Regions from separate parts of the Mus musculus genome. Here region 2 is linked to region 1. A link is a contact called in public Hi-C data. All regions are on one chromosome and are shown on one strand. Each heading gives the region's core, a stretch centred on a gene start, on an enhancer-like site or on the middle of the called end of the contact. The rest is flanking DNA. Distances are from core to core; before and after follow the strand shown. Region 1 has its middle 11 kb from the start of 1700001J04Rik. Region 2 holds the start of 4932435O22Rik (RIKEN cDNA 4932435O22 gene).

What was found. Hi-C and Micro-C count contacts between places; a contact is called where the count stands out from the background.
Region 2: a Hi-C map of uterus shows a contact between it and region 1, with 6 times the contacts expected there. The contact joins the promoter of 4932435O22Rik here to the enhancer-like site in region 1. A contact is called at or near these places in 3 of 39 promoter capture datasets (hippocampal neurons, liver and pre-B cells) and 2 of 484 Hi-C or Micro-C datasets (both in uterus).

The regions. Positions count from the first base shown.
Region 1 is chr11:114,172,547-114,179,106 of GRCm38.p6, forward strand. No RefSeq gene overlaps it. Among named protein-coding and RNA genes, the nearest start is that of 1700001J04Rik, 11 kb to the right of the region's middle. Within about 2 kb of position 3,470, at least 29 of the 459 cell types and tissues checked have an H3K27ac peak or open chromatin away from gene starts, as enhancers often do. A contact at or near this core is called in uterus, where this site is marked.
Region 2 is chr11:114,443,714-114,450,285 of GRCm38.p6, forward strand. It overlaps 4932435O22Rik (RIKEN cDNA 4932435O22 gene), which reads right to left and starts at 5,147. Exons shown (of 3, transcript NR_027643.2): 1 at 4,959-5,147.

The DNA of each region.
Region 1 (6,560 bases), core at 2,220-4,719:
GCTCGAAGCCATCCTACAAAGTCCATGACCAACTGAGGACTCTGTCTGGCAACCCCACCCTTCCTAGACCTAGGGGGCTACTGAGGAAAGAAAGCAACAGTGTGGAGATGCCTGCCTACTGGGCTCCTTCTGGTTGCACGGCCTTGGGTAAGTGATTCCTCATCTGTGAAATGGCAAAACAACGGTGGAGGGTTGAACAGAACAGCGTCATTCAGTGCCCAGTCCAGGACTGCCATAAAACCGCTCGGTATAGTTATAGCTAGGACTGTCAAGTGGACGGGGTGGAGACCTAGATGGCAAAACCTCTGTGCACATCTGTGAGGAGTTTCAAGCCTAGGTTAACTGAGGTGGGAAGGACCCTCCTTCCTAAACCTGGCTGCACTCGGGGAGTGACTAAAGAGGAGAAAGCCAGCTGACCAAGTTAGCCATCTGTCTGTCTCTCCCCACTTCCTGACTGGATACAATGTGACCTGCCACCGCACCTTCCTGCCGCCATGCCTTCCCAGCCACCGTACACTGTACCATCAAACAGTGAGCCAAAGTAAGGCCCCTTCCTCTTCTAAGGGCTTTCATTAGGAATTTAGCCTCCACAGAAAATGAGTATTACATGAACATATTCGCCTCTTCCCCTCTCTCCACTGATGGTCCCCACGGAGGACACACTTCTTTTTGGGAGGGTGGCTTTGAGTGATGAGCTTCTCTGAGCCTTACATTCCAGGTGTGTTGGGGAGTGGGACTCTGATTCTAGGACATTCTGCACCCGACCTAGGCCCAGGGCGGGAAGCCTCCTTCCCCATTAGCCACTCCTGAAACCTTCTACCCAAAGCCTGGGGTAGAAAGTACTCCTGTAGCCACTGGGCTGAGGCAGAACGGAGTGCATTCCCTGAGGGGCCAATTTATGCAGCAGCTTAAATATCTTTTAAAACTCCTTCCCATCCCTGAAGTTGTGGGAGGCAGTTGCTGCTGCTCGGGGCAGGAGGCCTTGCTTCTAAGGGTGTCCCCTTGGGCGGTTGGAAAACTTGCTAGGAAAAGCTCTTTTTTTTTCTTTTCCTTACATATATTTTTTTTTCTTGATGGCAGAATTCTTACTCTTACTGCATCCCCTGACTTCCACAGTTAATCAGGGAGTCATGGGAATTGGAGACCTCCAGCCCCTAGAGCCTCCCAAAGCCTCTTATAGGGAGGGTTCCTAATCACCCTGTGGGCTCCAGATTTTTTTCTGCCCCTCCTTTCATCTCCCCTTAGTGTGATTTTTTTTCCCTCCTTGGCCATCAGTCTGCTTAATACAGGAGACTTGTCTCAGTGATTCAACAAGTGCCTGTATCCTCTATCTGGAGGGGTGACAGCAACCAGAGAGCAACCTTCTAGAATCATTTCTCAGCCTGACCTAAGACCTGGGTTGGGAGCTGCTTCTTCCTGGCTGCGGGAGAGGTGGTATCTGAACTCATCATTAGCCGACCTGACCAGCCCAGGAAGACTCTAAGGAGTGTGTGGTAGAAAGGAGATATACCAGAGGGGAATGGTTGGGAAGCCCTTTATCATACTAAAGGATGATTCAATGAAAAATAAGAGGACACAGCACCCACTTTCTTAAGCCCCAAAGCTATTCATCCTCAGGGTAGGCAGGATGGGAGGATGGGAGTTGGGGTGGAGAATTCTGAGGAACAGCCACTGGGAGAAGCCTTGTCAGAATCCTTGCAGCGAGACCCCCATGTGCCTGCAGGGTTCAGCCATCTATGTGGGTCTGGTCTCCCCAGTGCTCAGAATTCTGTCTCCTGGGACCAGCAGCCAGGTCTCAAGAATGCTCAGGATCTTTGCTGTTTCACCCCTCTTCCCCTGTGTATGTGTGTGTGTGTGTGTGTGTGTGTGTGTGTGTGTGTGTACATGCACACATAACTCTACCAGATATGACATCAATGCTCACACGTGTGAGTACGTGTGTGATGTCAATAGTTTCTCTCTGTTTCTGTCTCTCTCTGTCTTAGATTTTGAGATAGGGCCTCTCACTAACCTGGATGCTTGCCCTTCCAGATAGGCTGGCTGCCCAACAGACTCCTGGGATCCACCCGTTCCCTCCCACACCCACAAATGCCAGGGTTGCCTGGCTTCCACATAGGGACCCGGGATTTGAACTCGGGCCCTCTTGATTTCCCAATAAGCACACTTACCACTGAGCCATTTTCCCAGCCCTAATGGACTCTTGCATTTTCCAGAAATCAACTCATCTAACATCCCTGGAGGCCAGAAACCTTTACTGTGTGCATCAGCAGCCTCCTTCCCTCTGGGCATGCGCTTGGCAGCATCACAGTCTGAGACAACCAGGGGGTAACCTGACAGAGGTAGAAGTGACATCTGTCCCTGGTTGTCTTCGGCTGACCAAGAGTTAAGACCGAGGGACTGAAGAGGGGACAATGATCTGCTCTATTTATACTTCACCTTGTGGGGGACATTTTGAAGCCTGGGTTTCTGGATGCTTCCCAGGTACTGGAGCCAGGATGGAGGGCAGGATATGTCCACTGAAGGACGGGGACACAGAAATGGGCATTTATCGATTTCCTCTTGAATGGCAGGCACCAGGCCAGGCTCCCTGGGTTTGTTACCATAATGTAAGTGGAGCATGGTGGTCATGGGATCTGGTGCTGGAGTCCACAGAACTGGGTGGGAATCTTGGTTGGGTGGCCTTGGCCAAGGGCATTAACCAACCTGAACCTTGAAGTATGACCAGTCTCCAGCCTTTCTTCATGAGCTACCTTAACAATGCTGGCTAGCCCCTTTATTATTAAGGACTATGTAACACTGAGACTGTGTCTTTAGGGTAAACACAGCAGCCCAGGCTCTGACACTTGACAGGGTTTGCTCAGGCCACTATAGAACAGTGGTGTTTTGGGGGTCGGGGTTATGTGGGGGTGTGGGGATGTGGCTGGGGTGCTGTGGTGAGAGGTGCCGTGGTGGGGGGCAGAGAACTGGTACGGCTCCAGCTCATCTCAGACATCCTTTGGGGAAGAAAACAAATGAGCCCAGGACCAGAGAGGTGCCTTCCTGCTCAACCACACCGGCAAGGGCAGAGAGGCCTGGCTGCCAAGTGTCTGCCAACCGGCAGGCAGTCGGGTGGGGCTATTCTTTGTATTTGGGGAAGGAGTCCGAGATGAGTCTCCCAGCAAAAGTCTGCTGAGCGGGGACATCTTGGCATCTTTAACCTTGCAGGGCTTTGTCCTTCAGTCTCCTGGAGAGGTTGGGGCCGGGGATGGTGAGAAGCCGTTGAGGGTTCTGCGGGCCCCCACCGGCACTCACTCACTCACGGAAGAATTGACTCTGGATAAACAATTACAGTCTATTTACCTCGGACCATATGGTGTTGGGGAACAGGTGTGCGGTAATGAAGAGCCCAGCTCCAATTAAGCGTCTGGGAACCCGGCCGGATTCCCGCTGAATCTTTTGCTTGGGCTGAGGCCCATTTACAAATTCGAGCTAAAAGGAATGAGGTGCAGGGCAGGCAGAAGTGGTACAGTCAGGCTCCTGAGATGCTGGGCTGGGCTGAGCCGCCGAGCCCGAAATGAGGTCTGGGATAAAGGCAAGTCTTTCTATTCCTGCTGGCGAGATGGACAGAGCCCAGGGATCTCACTGGTTCTTTTGTTTTGTTTTGTTTGTTTTTTCGTTTTGTTTTTGTTTTTGTTTTTGGTGGCAACATTAGATGTATCTATCTAGGAGCTATGCAGGGAAACTTTATAGCCCTTGCTCTCTTGGCAAGACTACCCTTCTGTCTGGGGAGGGCTGTTTGGAGAATTCTGGAAGCCTGGAGCTTGGTATGTGTTCCCCTGGGCCCTGTCCCTGGTCCTCTCTCCCCTTGTCTTGATTCCCAAAGCATCTAGCCCACAGTTCTGTGTACCCACTATGTGCTGAGAAGACACGGGGACCATCTGGTGAGCTGAAGGGGTCACATTGTTTATATTTCAAGGATGTAGAAATTTAGATGTTTTAGTGAGAGTGAAGAACTAATGCTCGCCTCGTGAGAGTGTCATTTCAGGTCCCCGAAAGGCAAGCAAAACCTGGTAAACTTCCCAGGCATCCCTGCAGACCCGCTCAAGTCAAGTCTCCTTCTCTTTGGACCTTTCCCAAATGACTCCAGGAGTCTGTAGCCATCTCCTTGGGGGCTGCAGGTTATTCCTGTCCATGCCTCTATTACCGGAATCAGGTGGTTTTATGAACAGCTGCTTCTGTCCCTTCCCCCACAGGACATTGACCTTGTCCAGGGCAAGGATCATGGGCTGTCTCATCTGCTGTTTGCAGCCCACAGCTCAGGGTCAGTGGCAGTGGGGAGGAGGTTTGCAGAGAGATGGAACAGATGGGCCTGAACCTCTGCAGCCAAGGCCTCCTGGGAACTTCATTCTGGGGCCTGCAGTGAAGACATTGTCCACTCTGGCCTGGCTCAGCCAGGAGACACTGTCCACTCTGGCCTCTGAAGGGAGATGAACAGACAAAATGCAACTTGGGAGAGTGCCAAGGATTCAGAAGGGCCCCGGTGCCTCGTCAGTTCTTGGAGCTGGGCAAGGTGCCCCTTGCAAGTGTTCTGGAGGCTGCAAACTGAGCCAAAAAGAAGATGAACAGCTCATGTCCCTGTGGTGGGTGGATGTGGGAGGGGGGGTGGAGGCACATGTCCGATGAATCTCTGTGTCAGATTTTACTGCACAGAGATGAGGCCGTATGCACAAGGAGGACGTGGGGGGCATTGCCCACCCCTTAGAAGCCCCAGGGTTGGTGTCTGCGGCTGGTGAGGAGAGAAGAAGAAATGAGGTGAATTTTTTTTTGAATGCTCTTTTGTTTTTCTTTGAATCTTGGCTGTATGCTGGCTTTGGACTTGGCCAGTCAGAATTGGTACCTTCTGCAAGGACACTCTCTGCCATCCTTCCCTGTGTCTTACTCATGGCCTGGCCTTCCAGGGTATGTCTGTCCTCTCAGCCTTGGGGACACTAACCCACTGCCCAGGCTCTCTCCTGCTCTGTCTGTTTATAAACTGGATGCCTCCCAATAGAAACTCCCTGCTGGGTTGCAAGCAAGCAATGGCTAGCAGGTGAATGCCAGGAAGTAAGGGTCTTAGAGGAAGGGCACACACAGTTTCTAGGGGTACTAAGTTTCTAGGAGGCAAGATTCTGGAAGCCTCCTGCCCTCCCTCCATAACACAGAGAAAGGGAAGCAGACGAAATGGGTTTCGAAGCGAGAAACAAATTGGATTTTTAAAAAATGCTCTGGTTCTAATGATCAGAGGGGTTATTCATAATCTTGCAGTGGAACGTCTGTCTTGAAATCTATGTTTCATGCTGACAGCTTTCCCCTCATGGGCAAGATCTCACACATGATAGGGCCATAAAACAAGGAGCTCAGCCAGCCCTGCAGCATATCTGATAAAGAAGACCCACTGGGCCACGTGAGGCAGGGCAAAGGGTACAGGGGGCCCTATGGTCCTCTCCCCGCCCAGCATGCCTTAGGCTTCTGGTGCTTTGCCCATCCTCCCAGCCTGCTAGAAGTTTCCAGAATGTCTGAGGACTATAAATCCCACGCTTTGCAATGGAAGTGGTCCATGGCAAGCAAGTATAGAAAACACACAGAGCCCATGAGTGTGTCCCAGCTGGGAGGAGTCCATTCCCCTGGGCCTCTCTCTGCACACTGGTTTTTGCTTGGCTTTCCTTGCAGCTATAAAATGCTGGCCTCACGTCAGTATTTCCCAAACACAGGGTTGTCATGTAACCACACACACTCACTAGTGTTACCAAGGACTTAATAACAGGAATGTATTCTGCCCAGGATCCGGAGATGACATGCTCACAATTCAAGCAACTGCAGGTCCCCCTCCCCCACCTCTAATCCCCTCCCCCTTCTCCAACTCCCCTTTTCCTCCTCCAGCTCCCCTTCCCCCAACCTCTCCCTACTCATATAACACCACAGGCCACTACCAAGCCTTCAACACAAGAGATTTTGAGGGTCATTTAAAATCCAAACCCTAAGCCTAATAGAGGAGTGTGTCCACCCCCAGCAAGGTTGAGCAATGGATCGGTCAGTAAATAACACATTCAAGAACTAAATTCATGCAGACTGAAAAGTCAGGTCTGAGGACAACTGGTAGGGCTTCCTGTCCCCTTTGGGATGGGTACCACTGAATGTCAGGCCAATGAGGGACCTTGTCTCAAAAGCAAGGTGATGGGGCTGGAGACAGGCACAAATGAGAGCCTGTGCGGCTCTTGCAGAGGACACGGGTTCGATTCTCAGCATCCATATGGAAGGAGGGGCAAAGACCATTTTGAGCAGCAAAGGGATGCACTGGCTGGAGCCTGAGTACCTACAGGTGGTACTTGTCCCCTTGAACCGCGCCAGCTCAGATGGAGAACTGTCATTTGGAGCAACTCCAAGTGCTTTGGGTAAGCAGCTCCCATCCAAGGCTGCAGGCACCTGCCTGTTATAGCTGGAAGCTAATGGAGGGCCAGGGTGGGGAGGGGTTCTTGCCACAGGAGTCTGATCTGGACTGCAAAGGCAGACAGTGGGGGGTGGATGGGGGTGTGGGGAGGGGG
Region 2 (6,572 bases), core at 3,897-6,396, 270 kb after region 1:
TCTCACTGAACCTAAGGTTCTTCACTTCAAGTTCCTCACTGGCAAGTGGCCAGCAGCCCCCCAGCATCCGCCTGTTTGTACCCCTAGTGTGGGGGATACAGACACACTCAGTCACACCTGGCATATCACAAGGGTGCTGGGGATTTGAACTCAGGTCCTCAGGGTTACATAGCAAGCACTCATACCCACAGAATCAGCCCCCTCTCCCCCAGGTCCTAACACAACCTTCTAAATCTTCGTTAGCACAGCTAAAGTTGCCCGGTCTTTCTTGCCTCACCTATTTGTGTTTGCTTTAAGAGTTGAAGTCTGACCACCCGCACCCCTTACCCAGGAGAGTACCCAGCTCGGGAGGGAAAGAAAGATAAACACACACATCACAGAGTTAACAACTTAGAGTACTCAGGACACCGGGGGATTAATTACATCTGAAGGCATCTGAAGGCTGAAGGACATAAATCCATCACCAATGACAAGCTCCTAATTTTGAATAAGCGAGGTCACCTCCTGTGTCCTCCCAGGAAGCCCACCTGGCCCAGGACTGTGACATTCTACAGTGTGGGCTGTCAGAATCCCACAGTAGCCTGTGTCTCTTCCACATCAGACCCTTCGCCCTCTGCCATATGGATCCCTTAATCAGCTCGTCAACATGCTTTAGCACACCCCAGGAGTCGACAGACCGGCAGGCTAACGCAGGACAGAACACGCCAAGGTCAAGGGCTGGAGGCCAGAGGAGGGAGCCTTGGAAGCAAGTCTTGCATTCAAAAGAAGGGGGACCTATCAGGGCCAACTTATCCCCCACCCGTGTCCCTTTGTATGGAGACTTTTTTGTAACGCCTGGGGGGAGTGGGTGCTACCAGCATGTGAGGGAGGGCAAAGCTGTCACTCAGCATCCCACAGTCACAAAGTGATGCCATCACGAGAAGGACCAGGCCACAGGGCTGGCAGCTTAAATCTCGATTATTTGGTTACAGTAGCACACATAGACCCTCCCAGACACACCATGCCTATTCTTGAGGATCCTACAGAACCAGGATCAAAAGAATCCAGTGGGCGGAACTTGGGAGGGGCAGGGACTTGGGGCATGGGTGGAGTGGTGTCAATTTGGTATAGAATAATACTTCACGCATGATCTATGGAGAGTGGCTTTAAAACACACACACATCATCCCCTCCCCCAACACATACACACACACACACACACACACACACACACATACACGTGCACATTTTTCTTGTGATTTCAAGAATTAATGAGGAAGCTCTTCACAGGCTAGCTCACCTCTCCTCTTCCCCTCTGCTAGGCTGAAGCTAAAGAGCAATAGAAGGACTGTCATTTTTTTGTTGTTGTTCTGTTTCTGTGAGCAGAAGCTGGGCTTTCTGCTGACAATTAGACAGCTCTGGCTTTCAGAAGCCAACAGATCTGGACATAACACACACACACACTCACACACACACACTCACACACACTCTCACATACACACTCACTCTCACTCACACACACTCATACACACACACTCACACACTCTCACACACACATAGGTACTCATACACACTCATACACACAAATGCACACACACACATGCACACAATCACACACACACCCCTACACACACTAAGAAAATCTGGGTCCTAGGCTTTCCTTACCTATTCCCAGGCAAGCTTTCAGAGCCTTTCTTTTCATTTTAAAAAGTAGGAGTTCAGGTAAGAGAAAATCGACCTCAAAAGCAAGGATATTTCTCAGGATGCCCAGATTGCTCCTGTGCCACACTGGGAAGTAGACAGAGGCAATTTAGAGTCATGTTCAACAGGAGTCATCTCAGTGGTAAATCTCAGAGGACCTGAGTCTTTGCCACAGCTGTGAAGTTCTGCAGACCTGCTCCAAAGATGCATGAATGTGCATAGCTGTGTTACAATAAAACTTTATTTGTGGGGCTGGAGAGATGGCTCAGTAGTTAAGGGCACTGACTGCTCTTCCAAAGGTCCTGAGTTCAATTTCCAGCAACCATATGGTAACTCACAACCATCTGTAACGAGATCTGGCGCTCTCTTCTGGAGGACGTCTGCTCCCTGAGCCAAAAAGTTTAGATGAAGGAATAATATTCTGGCTTCCTGGGAGCTTTCTGAGGTGGCTTGCCCTCCCAGAGTCTGAACACCAATGGAGTGGGTAACCAGAGGTCAAAGGACCCATCCAGTGCCCCTGCCACAGGGCTCCTACAGCTAGAGGATAGTAACATCAAAGAAGTTTTGTGTAAGCAACATTTCTGCCTGCACCCTCTCTCCTGCAGAGAGCTGGAGAAGCCAGGTATCACAGAGATCCCCGCTAAGCAGGAGGCTGAGCGCTCGGTGAGTGGCTTTGGATTCATGCTTTGTAAATTTAACTCAGAGGCAAAGAGGGTTTACCTTTCATACTGTGGCAGAGGCAAATGAGGAGCCCCAGGAACTAAGACAAAAGGAATTCTAAGAGAATGACAGAGCCGCCTAAGGTCTGGGAAAGTGTAAATATCTAAGCAATATGCACAGACAGCTGGCGGGGCGCAGTTATCAGCTCCCCTGCCTGTTTGAATATGCAGGCTCCAGAAACCCAAGAAATCGGCAGAGGCCCTGGGGCTTAGAGAAGACTTGGCTGGACCTAAAAAGAAGTCAGCCTGTGGGGATGACAACTTTGGAATAACCTGGAAACACACGGGCACGGGCTCACAGACACACTTTCATTCATTCATCAAATATTTATGTCCTGCTTATTATGTTCCAAGTACAAGGCTAGACACTGAGAGAATGGAGTTGCAAGGAGCCCCAGGAGAGAAGAAAGCTGGCAGATACAGGATCGAAAGCTATCCTGGGAGTGAGAGTCGTCAGGGCAGGGGTGAAATTAGAATGGGAGTGCCAGACACAATAACTGTACACTTTTGCAGAAGCCTGGCTCTCTGGTGCCTGCCTGGGTCCTGAGTAAACCTGTCTGGCACCTACTGAGTCGAGAAAGATACTCAGTTGCCCCACCTCCAATCAAGCCCCGCCCCGCCCCGCCCCCCCCCCCCCGCCCCCGAAAGAGGCTGTCCTGGAAACACTCAAAACTTCACCCAGAGCTTCTACCTCCTTTCTGATTGGAAGTGTCCTCCGGTCCTACCCTGGAGGACCACTGCTGAGGGGAGGTAGCGGCCACTGGGCAGGACTGGAGTGGGGTTGAGTGCGGAGGGGGCAGGGAGTAGAGCGGGAAAGCAGATCACAGTTACAGCCGCTTTACTCTCTCTGCCCAGGCAGCGCCTAGTCCCTGGCACATGACGGTTTCATGTTTCCGAAGAGGAAGAGAACAAACGCAGAAGATAATTGTAGTGGAACGGCTGATAAGTAACGTTTGGTCTCCTTTTTACAACCATTCCCTAGGGCCCCATTATGGTAATTTTTCTTCTATAACTGGCAAATTGTATAACGAGTCAGATGATAAACCAGCAAGCAAGGCAGAAATTTGCATTTTAATACATCTGATGGTGCCATCCCCCACTTCAGTCTCTGAGGGGTCAGCACCCCTCTGATCCTGGGTCCCCTGGCACCATGCCCTCCCAACCCTCCCCTTGCTCTCAGTGAGCGACGCCAGAGCACTCAATAAATATAACATTTCAAGTGGAAGCCGGGAATCTGCTTTCTCAGATATTATGGAAAGTAAACGTAAGGCTGGGCCCTCGCACTGGCCAGCCAGGCCCTCCCCAGCTCCATTGCTTATTGAAGGCTATGCTCATCCAGGAACCTAAGCTGTGCCTCAGTTTCCTTTTCTGTCAAGTGTATTATTTTAATACCTATAGTAGGTTTTGCATTTACCTTTTCATTTCTCCCTTCGAAGTGCTAGAGAGGTGGCTCAGCAATTAAGAGTGCTTACTGCTTTCTTGGAGGACCCAGGCTCGGTTTCAAACACCCATATCAGGCAGTTCACCACCATCTCTAACTCCTGCTGCAGGAATCTCTTGCCCTCTAGCTTCCATGGGTACCCACATGTACACAGTGCACATAAATTTGTCCGAGTACACACACAGGCACATACAATTTTTTAAAATTGATAATGTCTTAAGACTTTCTTCTGTGTGTGTACAAAGTGTACATGTTCATACGTAAGTGCGTGCTTGTGTATATGTGTGTGGTGTGTGTGTCCAAACACACACACTCTTGCACACACATGTGTGCATGTTTTGTGAAGGCCAGGCCAATGCTGGGAGTCTTTCTCAATCATTCTCCAGCTTATATTATGTTTAGAGGCAGGGTCTCTCATTGAACCTGACGCTCATCACTTCAGCCAGCTTGGCTGGCTCTCAGCACTAGGGATCCTCTTGTCTCTGCCTCCCCAGTGCTAATGTGCAGCTGCTCACCACACCACCAGCCTTTTGATTCGGGTGTTGAGGATTTGAACTGAGCCTGAGCCCTCTCCCCAAACCTTATACTAGGCTCGTTAATGCCTGGTGGATAGCATTTGTGATAACTATTCATTATTATAATAAATATTATACCATTAATATTTATTGATAAATTGACAAGCATTTCTACATCTTATTAATGGAGATTAATATTAATAAATATTAATGCTATTAATTGTTGGTAAATATTAATGATCTAGCTGTGGTGGTGATGGCTATAACTACTACTGATAAATAATTAATATCATAGATAATACATGGCAGTGGTGCTAAGAATGGTGGGAAGACTCCTGGGTCTATGGTGCTGTGATTCTAGTCAAGACTTGTAATGGTGTCTGTCCCTGCTTCTCACACATCCGACTGCATTGATGCCACCACTTTCCCTTCAGACCCCAGGACTCCTGGAAGGGACTGGGGAACACGGTAAGCCAGGACACACACACACACACACACACACCCCAGTACTGTCCCAACACTGCCCTATTCACCCCCTGGAAAAATCCAGTTTCAGTAGTTCTAGAACCTTCCACCCACTTGACCTGGTAGAAAGGGTACCAACCTGAATCACGGGCTTGACCTTGAAGCTTTGTGGTATCTCCTGTCCCTGTCATATCAGGAAAGAGAGTTCACTTCCCATCTTCGGTGGGGAGCAGAATGGTGTTCACTCTTCAGGGCGGGCGGTGAAAGGGTTAACAGAGGCTGTGCCTGGCGCCCCACAGACACCAGTTGAACTTGCCAGTTGCTGACTGCAGAGGATAGCACTTGCAGCCCAGCCAGCTTCTCCAAGGTGGTTCCATTTGGCAGGGGCGGCCTGTCCTTTCATGCAAGAGAAGCTGAGTGCGATCCAGGAATGCCTGCCAAAACCCTGGGATTATTATCTTAGCCCCAGGAGTGAAGTCTCTGGGGATTGGCATGCCCTGTTGTTTGAATTTATTAGGCCCGGGCCCCTCCATCGGGCAGGTCAGAGGGGGAGAAACGTGTTGTCACAGTGAGGCTTTGTGGGAGTTATTTTTAGAACATCTCCAACTCTTCGGGCTCATCAGAGGTTCCAAATCAGTGCAGGAAATTGGTTTGTTTTCCAACGTGATGAGGTTTTTCAGTCCATCTCCCCGAGCTAGGATAGTGGCTGCTTTTCCCACACAAAATGAATCACAACTCATGATGTGGACGTGGGTAGTGGGATCAGATTTAGACCATTCAAGGAATGCACACTGACCACCTGTTATGTGCCAGATCTGATCTAGACACAACTTTCCACTTGTGCGGAACTTATGATGTTCCAATGTGGGAGACACAGGGGAGTGGAAACTGAAGAAGCAGGTAGGTGACAGGTTGAAGATGGGTGTTGGGAGAACACAGCGGGATTGGGGTGGGGGTGGGGTCCTGTTAAATCACCAGTGGGGGATATGCAGAGTAGATTGTAGGTCTCTGTTTTCCAGATCTTTCCTTTAACAGAGAATGGGACGTCCTGGCTCTTGGTAATGCCTCTCCCCTCACTCCACATGGCTCATTTGGGCTAATAGTATATGCGGCTCCATGATGCAGTGAAGACTGCCTGTGTTCTTGAGGCTGGAAGTGGCCTTGAACCTCTGACACTGACCACATGTCTTAATTACTTTTCTATTGCTATGACAAAACACCACAGCCAAGGAAATGTATTTTTTAAAAAAAATTAATTTGGGGGTTCATGGGTCACCATGAACAGGGAAGGTCACCATGGCAGGGAGCACAAAAGAAGCAGGCAGGCAGGCATGGCAGAGGAGCAGTGGGTGAGCACTTCCGTCTGACAAACAAGCACCAGGCAGAGGGAGAGCTATCGGGGAATGGTGTGGGCTTTTGAAACCTTTTCCAACAAGGTTGTTCACATCTTTTAATCCTTCCCAAACAATTTCACAAACTGGGAACCAAGCACTTGAATATAGGAGCCTTTGGGAACCATTCATATTCAAACCACAACACCAGGTATGCAAACATGCAAGAGTAGAGTAGACATAACTAATGTGCCATCCTGTAATACAGCCTGAACCAACCCAGGCCAGCCAGTTTGGGCCACCTCCAAATTGAAAAGCACAGCTATGACCTAAGACACCGTATAGAGACTCCATAGCAGGTCTACTTTAGCTCCAGATTTCAGAAAGATAAAATCAAGCCGTCTTACTAATCGGCCTTTTAC